Regions from separate parts of the Mus musculus genome. Here region 2 is linked to region 1. Evidence: chromatin contacts called from public Hi-C data. All regions are on one chromosome and are shown on one strand. Each heading gives the region's core, a stretch centred on a gene start, on an enhancer-like site or on the middle of the called end of the contact. The rest is flanking DNA. Distances are from core to core; before and after follow the strand shown. Region 1 overlaps Dcdc2a (doublecortin domain containing 2a). Region 2 overlaps Dcdc2a (doublecortin domain containing 2a).

Evidence for each region. A called contact is a pair of places that touch in the nucleus more often than the background predicts.
Region 2: a contact with region 1 is called in a Hi-C map of uterus, with 2.9 times the contacts expected there. The contact joins two enhancer-like sites. A contact is called at or near these places in 10 of 484 Hi-C or Micro-C datasets (the AML12 cell line, embryonic stem cells, granulosa cells and 5 more), 2 of 115 datasets of contacts at active chromatin or transcription factors (embryonic stem cells and kidney) and 2 of 9 other capture datasets (adipose tissue and embryonic stem cells).

What each region holds. Positions count from the first base shown.
Region 1 is chr13:25,074,506-25,081,862 of GRCm38.p6, reverse strand. The region is part of intron 2 of Dcdc2a (doublecortin domain containing 2a); the gene reads right to left. Among named protein-coding and RNA genes, the nearest start is that of Dcdc2a, 22 kb to the right of the region's middle. Within about 2 kb of position 4,407, at least 25 of the 459 cell types and tissues checked have an H3K27ac peak or open chromatin away from gene starts, as enhancers often do. A contact at or near this core is called in kidney and uterus, where this site is marked.
Region 2 is chr13:25,111,834-25,119,190 of GRCm38.p6, reverse strand. All of the region lies in intron 6 of Dcdc2a (doublecortin domain containing 2a), which reads right to left. Among named protein-coding and RNA genes, the nearest start is that of Dcdc2a, 60 kb to the right of the region's middle. Within about 2 kb of position 3,245, at least 99 of the 459 cell types and tissues checked have an H3K27ac peak or open chromatin away from gene starts, as enhancers often do. A contact at or near this core is called in kidney and uterus, where this site is marked.

The DNA.
Region 1 (7,357 bases), core at 3,158-5,657:
TTAAGGAGGGGTAGACATGGAAGGGATAAAAGAGGAAATAAAGGGGTAAGTGATGTCATTATATTTTAATTAAATTTAAAATTAATAGTAATAAAAGAAAATAGCAATATGGAGGGGAAACAGATGAAACAGCTATTATTTTAAATGTGTATAAGGTTTCATTCTATTGAATAGTTCCGACCACAAAAAAAAATTAGAGGACTATAGCTGAGTAAGTTTATTTCTGGGTCTTTACTCTATTCCATTAATCTACACATATGGAGTCCTTTTGTGGGCTGGGGTCCAGTGCCTGTCACTATGGCCCTATAATATAATTTGTGGTCAGGTACTGCAACTCTGCAGGCATTTGCTTCCTGCTGAAGACTGCACTGACTAGGATCAATAAGAATAAAGTTATTATAAAATGCCCTCCTGAGAGTCTTTTCTTTGTGTGCTAATTGCTATGTTGATTTCTTCATTGTGTGGGGTCAAGGGTGCAAGTGTGCCACGACACCCACGAGAGGTTAGAGGACAACGTTGGGGATGATTTCCCTCCTTCCCTCATACGGGTTCCAGGAACTGAAGTCAAGTACTTACATTTGGTGACAAATGTCTTAACCCATTGAGCCATCTCACCAGCCTCTTGTATGCCAGTTTAGAGAGAGAGAGAGAGAGAGAGAGAGAGAGAGAGAGAGAGTGCTATTACTCCCCAAAGTAATTGATGCAGTAGATGGGAATTAGCAGAGACCCATACCTGGACGGGGTACAGAGAGTTAAAGACTTCAGAGCACTGTGCCCTAAACAGGATGTCTTCATCAAACCCCTCCCTTCAAGCTCAGGGATCTATGCAGAAGAGGAGGCAAAAAGATTTTAAGAGCCAAAAGTGGTGGGTTACTTCAAGGACACAGTGTCTTTAGCAGAGCTATAGAGCTGTCTATAACAGAACTGATGTGCAGAGCCTGTGGCAGCACGCACAAGGCCTGCACACATTCAAGCTAGACAGGGTCCCAGTGCTGCGAGGGGGAAGTGGACACAGGGTCCCACCCCTAACCAAGAAGCTGTCTGCAACTGACACCTGCCAGGAAGGAAAAATCTCATTTAGGGTTCTGGTTTTATCTAATTGAGTGGCTCTGGGTTTATCAAGGAACTCCATGTTTTGTTTGGGCTCTTTCGTTTGTTTGCTTTTGGGTGTGCATGTGTGTGTGTGTGCGTGTCCTTTTTGTTTCATTTGGCGTTGTTTTGCCTTTTTTGTCTTATTGGTCTTGTGCTTGTTTGTTTGAGTTTAGTTTCATGAGAGATTTTTGTTCTTTGTATTTGGTTTTGTTTTCTTATTTAAAGAGAGAACGAACATGAAGTTGGGTGGATGGGGAACTCTGGAAAAGCAAGGAGTAGTTGGGGAAAATGAAAAGATCAAAATATAGTCTATAAAAATTATTAAAAGATTACTGAAAATATCATCAGTTGAAAAATTATTGTTGAAAACTATGACAGAACACTGGATATCTCCTAAGTGATTAGTCACTGTTAGCTTTTTCCCAGCCTTCATAACTCAGGCATTGTCATCTCTAAGAATGGAACATAAATGAGATTGAATGCAATTGTTTTAAAGAAAATGTATTGAAATCAAACATATTTGTTCCATTAAGGCCTCCAAGAACACAGCTTGTGCTATTTGTATGTTCCACTTGTCAGGATTTCAGTCCCTCGTTGTCTTTCCCGATTCCTCTTCCTCCTCTACCTGCATTGCTTGGGTGAAGGTAGCTCGTGACAGAGCAGTGCTGTGTTGATATTTACAATACTTCAGCTACATCAGAGAGAGCATGTCAGGTAGAAACATAGAAAGGGCTGCACAGGAGTGAGGCCCTGTTCTTCTTTTCCCAACCTGTTTATCTCAGGAAAGGCCTGGGACCACGGCTTGTGTGAAGGGAACACCACCAGAATCTCCCAAGCCCAGTGGTCCAAACTCAAACATTTCAGCTAGCACTGAGGAAACAGAACACCCACTTCCTTATGCTTCGTCCCAATTCTTCTCAAATAAAGGCATTTATAGGCCATCATACTTAGTGACTCCAGACAACTTTTTGACTTTACAGCAAATAAGCAAATACTAACATCCTCCCAGTTATAGCAAAGGCTGTGTGAAATCCAAATTTTTATGCTCAGAAGAGATCAGGGTACCCCAAAGCTCAGTCAACTGGCGTAGGTCCTTGGGAAAATCCCTCAGCTCCTGTTCCCCAGCCCACAGACAAGTCTGGAGAGAAACTCAGGCTTAATTCGCTTACTCGCCTTAAGCAGAACAGCGCACACAAAGCAATAAAGAACCTAACTAAACAGGGATGCTCGCTCTCATCCCCTGCACAGAAAATGGACTTCAGGGAAAGCCTTTCCTCGTTCTCTGCTTGCTTCCCTAAGTACAGTATCAATATACATAAGAAAACTAAGCTTAGGTGAATACGGTTTTTTCCGTTTAGGTTTATTGAAACAAATGTGCTTTTAAAGGGCCTATGTGCTCATGCCTCTATACCTTGCTTTCAACCTGCAGAGCTGTAAGAACCTGGGAGGCAAGCCTCCAGGACCACCCATAGGACATTTAGCCTCTGGGCATGTCTGTGAGGGACTGTGTTGATCAGGTTGATGTGGGGAGAGACCCAGCCTTGCTGTGCATGACATCACTAATTGGGCAGGGACCTTGACCTTCAAGGGGAACACTGAGTTAAGTAGAGGGTTTCGTCACTCCCGGCTTCCTGACCGTGACTGTGAAGGGGTCTTGACTACTCCACCACGGTAGACAGATGTACCCTTGAACTGTGAGTCCAAACAGACCCTTTCTCTCTCAAGTTGCTTTTTTCAACGGTGTCAGGATGGCAGCTGGAAGTAAGACCAAGGAGCAAGCAGACAGCTTGGGTGGCAATTTTACATGAGAGACCAAGTTTCAAACAGTGGGGATTGGAGAAGCATTTATAATAACACCTAAAAACCAGAGCCCACCAGTGAGGGTAAAGGTCAAGTTTGTTCCACATCTTCAAAGGAACTGACTCAAAGAATCCAGAGAATCTGTGATATGACACAGATTGGGTGCCATGGGGCCTGTGGGTCTTCCCTGCACCAGTTTCTATCTATCAGCATTGGTTTCTGCAATACCCAAATGAAGACATGGTTGGATAAACCTTGCCCTCACCCTAATCCATGGGTCTTTGCAACAACCCAGGTACCTGCCCTTCTCTGCCCCCCAGTGATGGGACCACAGGGTACACTCTACCATGCCCAACTTGTTATATGGATGCCAGCGATCCAGACCAAGGTCCTCACTTAGCATACCAAGCATGTTCCCAGAGATCTATCTTCTCTGCCCTGGATTTGCTGCCTTGTTTAAGCTGCACCACAAACTGCTCATCAACACTCAAGTGGGGTGACTAAACTTATTTAGACTAACTTTTCTCTCCACATCTAATTTCTATGCTTTCCTAAGTGAGAAAGACTAGTGTATTTTTACCTTAAGGTGTTATATAATATGAAATAATACTAAGAGACGGAATACAAATTCATCTAAGGGAGCAAACCTCTTGCAGTTTCCCAAATACAAAGGACAAGATACTCACTTCTTCGAGGTGTTAGGTCTCAAACCTGGGACAACCAGCTAACTGAGCTGCCTATTAATAAAGCAGAGCTGAAGCCAGCCACCAGGTTCTCCAAGCATTCTTCAGTCCTTCTTTGTTACAGGGTCCTCCTGGCTGGCATACCCGACTGATACCCTAAACTGCCCGGGGCTGCCCTTCCCCCAGCTGCTCTTCTTCCCTGTATAACCAAGCCATTTGGGTTGTGCAAGCCTTTTTTTGTCTTTTGACCTCCAGCTCTCCCCTCTTCCTTCCCCTCCCCTTTCTCCTCTCCCCTCTTCCCTCTCCCCTCTCCTTTCTCTGTTCTCTCTTCTCCCCCTCATGTGGCCTGGCTCAAGGTCCTGTTCACTCAGGATGCTCCCAGATGCTTCTGTCTCTGCCTCTGTCTATGCTCTCCCTCATATCTACAATAACCTTTCTCTCCCACCCTACCTAGGAGCAGTCACATCTTCCTTTTTTTAAATTTATTTATTTGTTTTATTTCACTCATCTGGTGGGGAAAAGAAAGTATTAGCTTCAACCAACTATTACATTCGATGGCATTCTTTCTTTTTTTCTCTTTCCTCTTTGTTCTACTAAGCATGCTTCTGAATTACAGCATCCGAACCATCAATAGGCATAAATCAGGAGTCATTTTGTCTGAAGGACATACTGGTCAGCCACAGGCTGGTCCTCCCTGGTATTGCTTTTATTGTAAGCACTCGGAGAGGAGCTGCCTTTAAATGGCTTGTTGTTGCAATTAGGTTTCCAGGTTACCGAGGACCAAACAACCTCAGGCAGACTCTAAAACCTGCCGTAGGAACCAGATGATGAATTGCAATCTTCACACCCATGGGGAGTAGAATAATAAATCAAAGCAAAGGGTCACCATGTACAAGCGGTGCTGCTTGAGCAACTTCCCGCTAAAAAGTCCCGCTGTCCAGCTTCAAAGAAAAGAGGAATTTCGTCCCCAAAACTGTCTGAAAATTTGGCCTTTGAAACTGGACCACCAGGAAGAACACTTAAGAACTTTTACACTGAAACTCTTTTGCCCGTGGGAAGGCTCTCAGCTCTGCTCAACACTTTCTTCTCTAGAGATGACCGGGGGCTGTTGGATTGTGCCGCTGTCTTTGACTCCCTAATATTTCATTTAGTTTTCTGTCCCAATCATAACTCAAGGAAAGGCAGAGACAAGAGGGCAGAGAACCCCAGCAACTGCAAAGCAGGAAAACAATGCTCACAGGACCGATGTTGTAAACGAATACTTTTGATCTAAATAAGAGAAGTTAGAGCTGTGTTGAGTCGAGGTTTTCAGTCGTGGGGTAAACCATTTCCCAGCATGGCAGGACCTGGATGTGCTCCCAGCAAGGCTGCTTTGCCGTTTTAGAAGTAGGTATTTTCACCATGAAGAGGAATTACCGTGAGAAGCACTGGAGCCTCCACTCTAAAGAACATAGCATATGGGGAGAAAGGAGTCTCGGCAGGAAAGGAAGCCAGGTGCTGGGTGCTCTTTGTTCTGTCCAGTGTGATGAAGATGCACACTGATCCCTGTCCACTTGCCCTCTTCCATCCCCAGCTCTTCCACTCAGCCTCTCTTTTGCTTAAACAGATATGCTACCCACCCCATAAAATCTTGCCTGTGTAACTGGAAGACACAAAGAGGTTCTCGGAGTGCGTGAGACTCCACAGGCTCCCTTCACCCAGCTCTTCAGCAAGCAATGAGCAAGGCTCACACACAATACTGACAAACCCTTCTGAGATCAGTCTGTTTGCAGTGTCCTATATTGACTCTGTCTGTTCGTAATGATCATGACCAGCCTCATAGTCTAAGATGCTAAATGACCTCCACCCTCTTTCTCACTAAGCAGCCTAAGTCAATAAATGAAGACATGGGGAAAGTGTGAAAAAGAGGAGGACTTGTCCTCTCCTTCCCCCTCTCCCGCCCTCTCCTTTCTTCCCATAGCTCAGACCTCCACAACCATTCTGTGATGATGACCAATCTACATGACAAAGAAAAAACAAACAGAAAAGACAAGAGAGGATGAAAAATAAGGGTCTATCCGATGGTCAACATTGTTTTACTGCTATGCTACTTTCCAGATGAGTCTAGCATGCAGCCTTCAAGTGTTTCATCAAAAATCATGAAGCAAGACTGGGCGATGGTGGCCCACGCCTTTAATCCCAGCACTTGGGAGGCAGGGGCAGGCAGATTTCTGAGTTCAAGGCCAGCCTGGTCTACAGAGTGAGTTCCAGGACAGCCAGGGCTACACAGAGAAACCCTGTCTTGAAAAAACAAAACAAACAAACAAACAAACAAACAAAAAAGCCACTCTTCTGGGCCCTTTCTTAATTCCTAGCATACAGATCTATGAATAAAACACAGTGCTATTTCTACTACTAAGTTTTGGGGTGATTTATAATTCAAGCCTAAAACTGGGTATTCTACCTTCATCTCTTGTTACTCTGACAAAGCATCTTATGGAAGGAAAACTTTTCTTTCAGTTTACAAGGTTACAGTCCCTTGTACAGGGAAGTAAGGACAGAAACTAAACAAGAAGTTGAGGCAGGAATCATGGAGGAATGTTGCTGGTTTGCTCTGTAGTTCATGTCAGTTAGCTTCCTTATACTGCTCAGAACCTCCAGCCCAGGGAATGCTGCCACCCACAGTGGACTGGGCCCTCCTATGCCAATTATCAATCAAGTCAGAAGTCAGTCCATCACAGGTGGGGGAAGGGGAGTCATAAACCAATCCAATCTAAACAATCCCTCAATAGACACTCTAAGTTGACTCTAAGCTGGACACTGGAAGATCTTATGATAGTAATACTTAAAGCCCAGACTGTCTGCAACCATCTTCATGTACTAGGAAAAGTTTGTTTATCATTTATTCAAATATGTACACATATATCTTTGTTCCAGAATCTGTTTTAGATGCTAGAGCAATACAGAGATGATCATTAAAAAGGTAAAATGGTCCAAATATCTTGGAGTTTACAGTCTTGAGGGAAAGACAGACTTCATTCAACAATGCAACCATACAATGATAAAAAAATCAACTCAGAACTCTTCAGAACAAAACTCTGGGTTAAAACCCTAAGTATGTAAAAGCACTCATTAGAAGATGATTAGGAGAGCAAGGCATGAGCAATTCTCCAGTGTGCTAACCACTTGTATACATCAGCTTTGGGGCTGTTGTTCTTGATGCTGCTGCTCTGGTGGTGGTGGTAGTTGTTGTTGCTATGGGGGAGGTGGTGGTTGTGGTAGTGGTGGTTGTGGTTGTGGTTGTTGTGGTGGTGGTAGTAGTGGTGGTGGTTGCTGAGGTGGTGGTTGTTGTTGCTATTGTTGTGATGGTAGTGGTTGTAGTTGTGGTTGTTGTTACGATAGTTGTGATTGTGGTGGTTGTTGTTGTAGTTGCTATGGTGGTCGTTGTTGCTGTTGTGTTTTTTGTTGTGATTGTTGTTGTGATGGTGTTTGTTGTTGTCCTTGTTGTGGTTGTTGTTGTTGTTGTTTGGGTTTTCAAGACAGTGTTTCACTGTGTAGCCCTGGCTGTCCTGGAACTGGCTCCTCTGTCAACCAGGTTGGCCTCAAGCCCAGACATCCACTTGCTTCTGACTGTTGAGTGCTGGGATTAAGGGTGTACACCAGCACTGCCCAGCTTTGTATAGCTTTGATACTGGTGTACATGGTAAGCCTTATCTTTTTCCTCATCTCCCTTTATCCACTCACATAAAGTAACAAGAGTTACACCTGTAATTCACTGTATAGGTTTAAAAATATTATAACAG
Region 2 (7,357 bases), core at 1,996-4,495, 38 kb before region 1:
TCATGTGGCTAACTAGTGAGCCCAGGGACAGACAGGGCCCTGAATTAGTTTCCAACTGTTGGTCTTAGTATCTCAGTAACCGCAAACACACCTTCCTAGAGGCAGGTGTAGCACAACACTCCTTCCCCTAGGGCTGGGGATGGAGCTCAGAGGCCCAGTGCTTACCTAGCACATGTTGAGGCCAGGATTCCATCCCATGGCACACAGAGACAAACAGAAAATGAAGCCATTCCTGGGCTGGGGAGATAGATGGCTCATTCACATGCAGGAAAAGCCCAGCATAGAGGTTGTACTTGCAATCCCAACATGGGCGGAGGGGGATCCCTAGAACTATGTGGCTATCTAGCACCCTATCCATCATATTGCCTGATGGGAAGGGTCTTGTGTTATCTCTAAAATCAGAGGATATAGATATGGATGTATGTAAAGATATAAAGTCAAATCAGGGACAGGGCTGTGACTCTGATAGAACAAGCACTTGCCGAGCGTGTATGAGACCCAGCACTCAATCTCCAGTGCTGCAAGAATGCAGTAAGTAAATAAATAGATAAATAAATACATACATACATACATACATACATACATACATACATACATACATAAACAACTCAACCATACTGGTACAATCTTTATGCAACATCTGTACTGTGCTACTGTCTGAAAATAATGTAGTAATATTAAATAAACAAATATGCCTGGAAGCCTATTATAACTGCTCATTTTAAACATTTATATATTCAGTCACCCAAAAGCATTTAAATTGTTTTAGCCATCACCCAATTAAGAACAGAAAAAAAAAATCCCCATCTTACAAATGAAGTTATTTATGCAATTTTGTCACAGCCTACAAGAAAATGAATTATGCATAGATTTATTAACAGTATGAAAACTTGTCCAAATCTATAACATTTTTGCATAATTTAATTTCCCATTCCAACTGCAATTTAGACATCTAGTTTCCATTTAATTATTGTATGATCTACAAGCAGAGTTTTTTTTTTCTTTTCTATTTTTCAGTACAGTCACTGTCTGGAGAAGACAGACAGACAGCAGGACAGGAGTGGAGCTTCTGCAGTCGCTAGCAAAACCCAGACTGGTCTGTATTTAGTGACGTCAGTACATCCTGTGACTTGAACACTGTAAAATTCGTGACAACAGCAACCCTTCACAGACGGTCAGTGCCTTATTAGAAGGTTTGGAGATGCTGTTAAGCTTGGAAGGACTCTATGGAAACCCATGGGTAAGGGAGTGGGACTCCAGCAAGGGCAGGACTGTGTGACAGAAAGAATGGAGACCTTGTTGTCGACCACCTAGGGGGTTAATAATATTACCTCATTTTCAAAGGGTAAACCACTCAGAGAAATGGTTTAGGGAACACTAAGTAGGATGGTCTGAGGGCTGGGAGGTGTCTCAATGGGTACATGTGTTAATGTCACCTTAACTTCCTCTTGGGATAGTTAGACCAGAAGCAAGCCAAGCAGGAATTCTACACCCCTCTCCCTGTGTCTTCCACTTCTGTGGTTTGTGATCTGTAGCATATCTGTTGTCTGTCTGTTGTGTGTGTCTGTCCCTGTTGCCTGTCCCAACTAAAACCTTTGTTCTATATTTATTGAACAGCATAGAAAATGTGGCATGGGAAAGGAATGGTGAATTCTCTTTTTTGCAGAAAAAAATTTTTTTTTTCTGAGACAAGGTTTTTCTGTGCAGTCATGGCTGTCCTGGAACTCACTCTGTAGACCAGGCTGGCCTTGAACTCAGAAATCTGCCTGCCTCTGCCTCCCAAGTGCTGGGATGAAAGGCGTGCTCCACCACTGCCCGGCTGCAGAAATCTTTAGCAGGGTTTACAGAGAAGTTACTTTACTGGCCCAGAGTAACACTCGGAACTGCAAACAGAGATTATCAACCTATATCCACATGTGTTTTCAACATTTTGGGGAATATTTGTTTTGTTGCTTCCAATCTGTTGACTTCTTTTAGCAAATGATAAGCAACACAACACACACACACACACATGCACACATGCACGCACACACGCACGCACACGTGCACTATTCCTGATGGTCAGGGGCATGGACTAGCAGCACATAGTTTAAGGTTAAAGCCATGTATTTAGCATTGTCTACTGAAAAGAACTCACTTTCTCCAGGCACGGTGTTTCTCCGACCCTGCTTTCTCCCCTGCTCCACATCCTGTCTCCCTCTCCCTCTCTGTTTGTGTATGTGTGTGGGAGAGGTGTGCACCCCTGGATGCAGATAGAGGCTTCACATCTGGCACCTTCTCTCTCTCTCTCTCTCTCTCTCCCTCTCTCCCTCTCTCTCTATTTCTCTCTGTCTCTCTCTGTGTGTCTCTGTCTGTCTGTTTCTCTCTCTCTGTGTGTGTGTGTGTATGTGTGTGTGTGTGTGTGTGTGTGTTGTTTAGGCGGGGTCTCTCATGAGTCCTAGTTGGCTAGTCTCTCCTCTCTCTCTTTCCCCCTCTGTGTGTGCATGTGTGTACGTGCGTGTGAGCACGTGTGTGTGTGTGTGTGTGTGTGTGTGTGTGTGTGCCTTGTTTAAGCAGGGTCTCTCATGAGTCTGAGAGTTCACCGATTGCCTACACAAGCTAGCCAGAAACCCCCTGAGGATCTCCTGTCTCCATCTCCTTCCCATAGGGCCTTTTGTGAGTTGGCCTTGCTGAAGAGCTCCTACAGCGCGCTATGACTCCGTTGACATCTCTCTCACATGCACCTACCGATGGCAGGTTTGAGCTGCCTATCCTGACAGCAATTTCAAACCTACACTACAGAATGCAATTTGGGGGGATAGGAAAATTTCTTTTTAATGTATTTATGATTTGCCTCACAGTGACTTCATGATAACTGATTGATTCGTGGAAGCAACTGAGTCTTGAGTCAAGACCATGGAAATCCTAATATTTAACCCCAAACTACTGACCATAAAATGCATTTGACCGGACATTAACAAAAACAGACCAGTTCGCTTTTCAGCGTTTCTGTCATTTTCACCTTTTTGCCACTAGAGGGCTCCCTGATCCCGTGCGGTGGAACAACGGAGGCGAAGGATCTGCATGTGTGGAGCTTTCTTTATGAAAATAAGTCACTTTTCTTTTTTATTTTGAGACTAGAATAATAACCTAAAATTATTCTCAACTTATCAACTTCTGCATTTCTCCCACTTATCAGTCGCTAGAGCGTTTTATACGATGAATTCTACTAGTTGTTTTCAGTCTACCTATATCCCAAAGCCCTATTCCTTCCCCTCCCCACTCTCCCACCCACTTTTCCCGTCCCCACTCCCCACACCTCCTTCTCCCATAGCCGTTCTTCTTCATGCAATAACACAATCAATAGGAAGCTGTGTGCGAGACACACATGCCTCACAATCTGGTTCTGCGTCCCCTTTAAGGTCAGTGCTGAGGGAGGTCGACAGAAGCGCCTGAAGTAGGAAGCTCCACCCTCCTACACAGGCCTCTCACTCATCCCCCTCCCGTGGGGCTAGACAGTTAATGATCTATCAAGCCCAGCGTTCTCCAGAGAACCTATTAATTATAGAAAAGGTGTAAATTAGTTCTGTTAAAAACCAAGCTTGTGACTGAGTTTACTGGCATAGGACGCGGTGGCGGCTCACTGCCAGGCATCCGCACACACCCTGTGTGGGTTGAATGAGAACTTGGTGTGCGCCAGGCACCATGCTCTAGATTGCTCTCTCCTCAGATGAATACCAACCATGCAGCAACAAACCTTCACTTATTTTCTCTTCCCTTGTCCTGACCAAGTTCCTCCAAGTTATTCCCTACTTGACATCAAAGGCACCAGGCATAGACTTCTAGAGAACACTAGAGAGGGAACCTATACGCAGTCAGGGTTTTGAAACCTCTAGAGGTCCAAGAACTGCAACTGAGCCCCGGAAGGAACTGCACCAATAGCTGATGGGCAAGTAAACTGACCAGCAATAACACACTCAAAGAGGTTTTGACAGAGAGCCCTCCCGTCAGCCCTGCAGCCACAGAGCCCAGGTACCTGCATCCCGTACTTAGACTCCAACCACCCTCTGCCTCTTCTATTCTTTCTCTGACATGTGTTTGCCATAATGACTTTAAACATTACAAACCAAGGGATGGAGATGGGGCTCAGTGGTCAAGAGCACTTGCTGCTCTTGCAGGAGACCCAAGATGGGTTCTCAGGACCCATGTCAGACAGCTCACAAACACCTCTAACTCCAGTTCCAGGGGATCCGACACTCTTCTAGCCTCCATGGGTACCTACTATATTCGCGTATACAAACACACACACACACACACACACACACACACAATTTCTTTCTTTCTTTTTTTTTTTTCTTTAAAAGTATAAGTCAAGGGCTGAAGAGATGGCTCAGAGGTTATGAGCACTGATGCTCTTCCAAGATGTCCTGAGTTCAACTCCCAGCAACCACATGGTGGTTGATAACCATTTGTAATGAGATCTGGTGCCCTCTTCTGGCCCACAGTTATATATGCAGGCAGAATGCTGTATGCATAATAAATAAATCTTTTTTTAAAAGTATAAATCAAATGCTAGCAGTCTTCCTTTAAGCCCCTCAGTGGCTTCCCGTGGAGGCCTGGGTGCAAGCCTTGCTTGGGTCTGTATGACTGGGCTACCAGCCCCTCCTTGTTCAGCACCAACTGCCCTGGTCTTCTCCCTCCCCTTCTCCTATTACATTCTTTATCAACAATTTGGATAACTTTGGCTCTTCTACCTCAGCTTCTTCCCTGCCATCTCCTTCCTGCATGATTGGCTCCAAGACATCTCCATCCTCCTGACACACACACAAGGACTTGAAAGATCCGGGAAGATCATGGTCAGTTTCTTTATAACATTAAATGTGTATAGTCATTCTTGGCACTTAGTAAATAAATCATCAACAAATAATGTGTTGAGTGAACACCTGACTGGATGAATGGACTGATATAATAGGTTGATAGAGCGAATGGGTTGACAGGTGATAGTATAGGTGAGTGGGTAGCTTGTAGTGTGGAGAGATGGATGGCTAACAGAGAAGATGGATGGATGGATGGATGGATGGATGGATGGATGGACAGATGGATGATGGGTGGGTAGGTGGGTGGGTGGATGACAGAGTGGGTAAGTGCATGGCTGATACATAGATGCAGATAGGTGTCAGGGTGGACAAGTGGGTGGGTAAATGGCTGTTGGAGTGGATGAGTAGATGGTAGGCAGAGTGGATAGCTGAATGTCTGATAAAATGGGTCGTAGTTCTTAATGGAGTAGAAGGATGCATGGCTGAGAGAGGAAAGATGTCGAGCAGACGAAGCTTACAGCTGAATGACAGAGTGAAGGATAGAAGGCTGACAAGGAGGAAGGCTGGGTGTTTGGTGGAGTGGGTAGGTGGATGGCTCTTGGAATGGGTGAATGGATGGCTCATAGAGTTTACTGAGGGGTGGTTGGCTGTGTGGGTGGATGTGTGGCTGATAGTTGAAGGATGGATCACTGATGAGGTGAATGGGTGGGTAGCTGATAGAGTCCGTGACAGCATGAATAATGAATAGATGGATATTCACAGCACTCTGGGAGCACTGTGAGAAGAGAGACAAACTGTCATTTTAATTTTTATATTTTAACATATGAGGGCAGGTTTAACCTTATGAGCCTCTTTTCTACAGGATGGAAATATGCCTTATACCTTAGAGTCACTTCTTCAGTGAGGCCTCTGCATAGCTATCTAAATAGGTTTTCTCTTTTTAGACTCTCATATTGTTCTGAAGGCTTTTTTTTTATTTCATTTTTATCATACTCTGTAGTTATCTCTGCTGACTTACAGAATTGTTAGGTCAACAGCTATCTCCTGTAATAGACTACAAGCATCAAAGAGATGCCTGTCTTTTTACTCATCTCTACCACCACCACCACCCCCCCCCCCCCGGACAGACAGACACCTGGACAGTCAGGCATCGTTCTGGATATTCACATGGTTGCAGAAAGCCTTCCTAAGGAAGAATCCCAAATGAATGAAACATGTGTCTGAGACATGTGCTGCCGAGCAGCAACTACCTTACATCTTTAGTGGAAATTTTAGCTTTTCAGACTTCGTACTAGCAAATACAAACTTGCAAAGCACAATAGCAGGGAACGTGAAGGGCTGAGTTGGGACCCTGTGACCCTGGGTCGGTTATCCAGTTACACTGGGTCTCTGTAGTTATACTGTGCTGCTTGTCTATAGAACTATGAGAGTGGAGAGCTAAGACTGACATGGCATGTACACAGACAGAATTCTGCCACAAGGCCCAAAGGAAAATATGAGAACAAAGTACAATTCTTAGGGCTGGAGGGATAGCTCAGAGGCTAAGGGTGCATACTGTTCTTGCAGCACACACAAATTCAGCTCCTAACACCCACCTCAGGCAGCTCACGGTTGCCTGCAATACCAGCCTCAGGGCCTCTGACACCCTTATCTAGCCTTGGCAGGTATCTGCATTGATATGCGTGCACCCCCTCAAAGGCATATACACATACTTAAACATAAAATAAACCTTAATAAATTATTTCCCAAAACCTTAAACGTATGGGTTTCATTTATCATTTTAATGGTGAAGTTTTTGTTTTGTTTTTTTTAGCTACTGATATAAATTCTCCCCTTCTCCTCCTCCACCCTGAGAGGTTGGATTTTCTAGGCTTATGTCGCCTGAGGTTGTCACTAAAGTGTCCCCTCCAGGTTACTACTCACCCATTCCCTCAGGCTACATTACTACTGATGCCTGTCTGGGCTATGCTAGGCTGTCCTGTGTGCTAGCACAACCACACAGTGCCTCAAATCAGGTCATTATGTGGCTAGACAAACCAACTCAGCATCTCTGAAAGGAAGCCATTACTAACTATTTCTTCTGCCTAGCCTCTTTCTAGTCACTGAACTACCATTTTCTCTGGCATCTGAGCTCAAAGCCCTGTGGTTCTCCCTGCTTCTATCTTCTCCATCACCCTATCTACCCAATCAGCAAGCAAGCTCTGTGTCTTCAGGAATAATAACCTCTTCCAGCTTCCCTTGCTGTCTGCCTTACCAAGTCTAGACTCGGATTGTTATACGCCCAGGCTTACCTAAGGAATCACACCAAATAAGGCTCTCTCTGCATAAAAGATCTGAGGTTCCTCAACTAACTCAGAGAGCGTCTTTCTTTAATCTCCCAGGGCCTCTCAGGCCTCCTCTACTCAAGGAGAAAGATGGACTTTCATGCTGGAGTTCAGGGTCATAAAGAAATTGACTTCTCAGGCACATCACCCTACACATGCTGAGGGTCTCTGTTGAAGTTTGTTTAGAGATTCACTGACCACAAGGTGCGAGGGTCAAAATCCATACTGCAGAGCAAG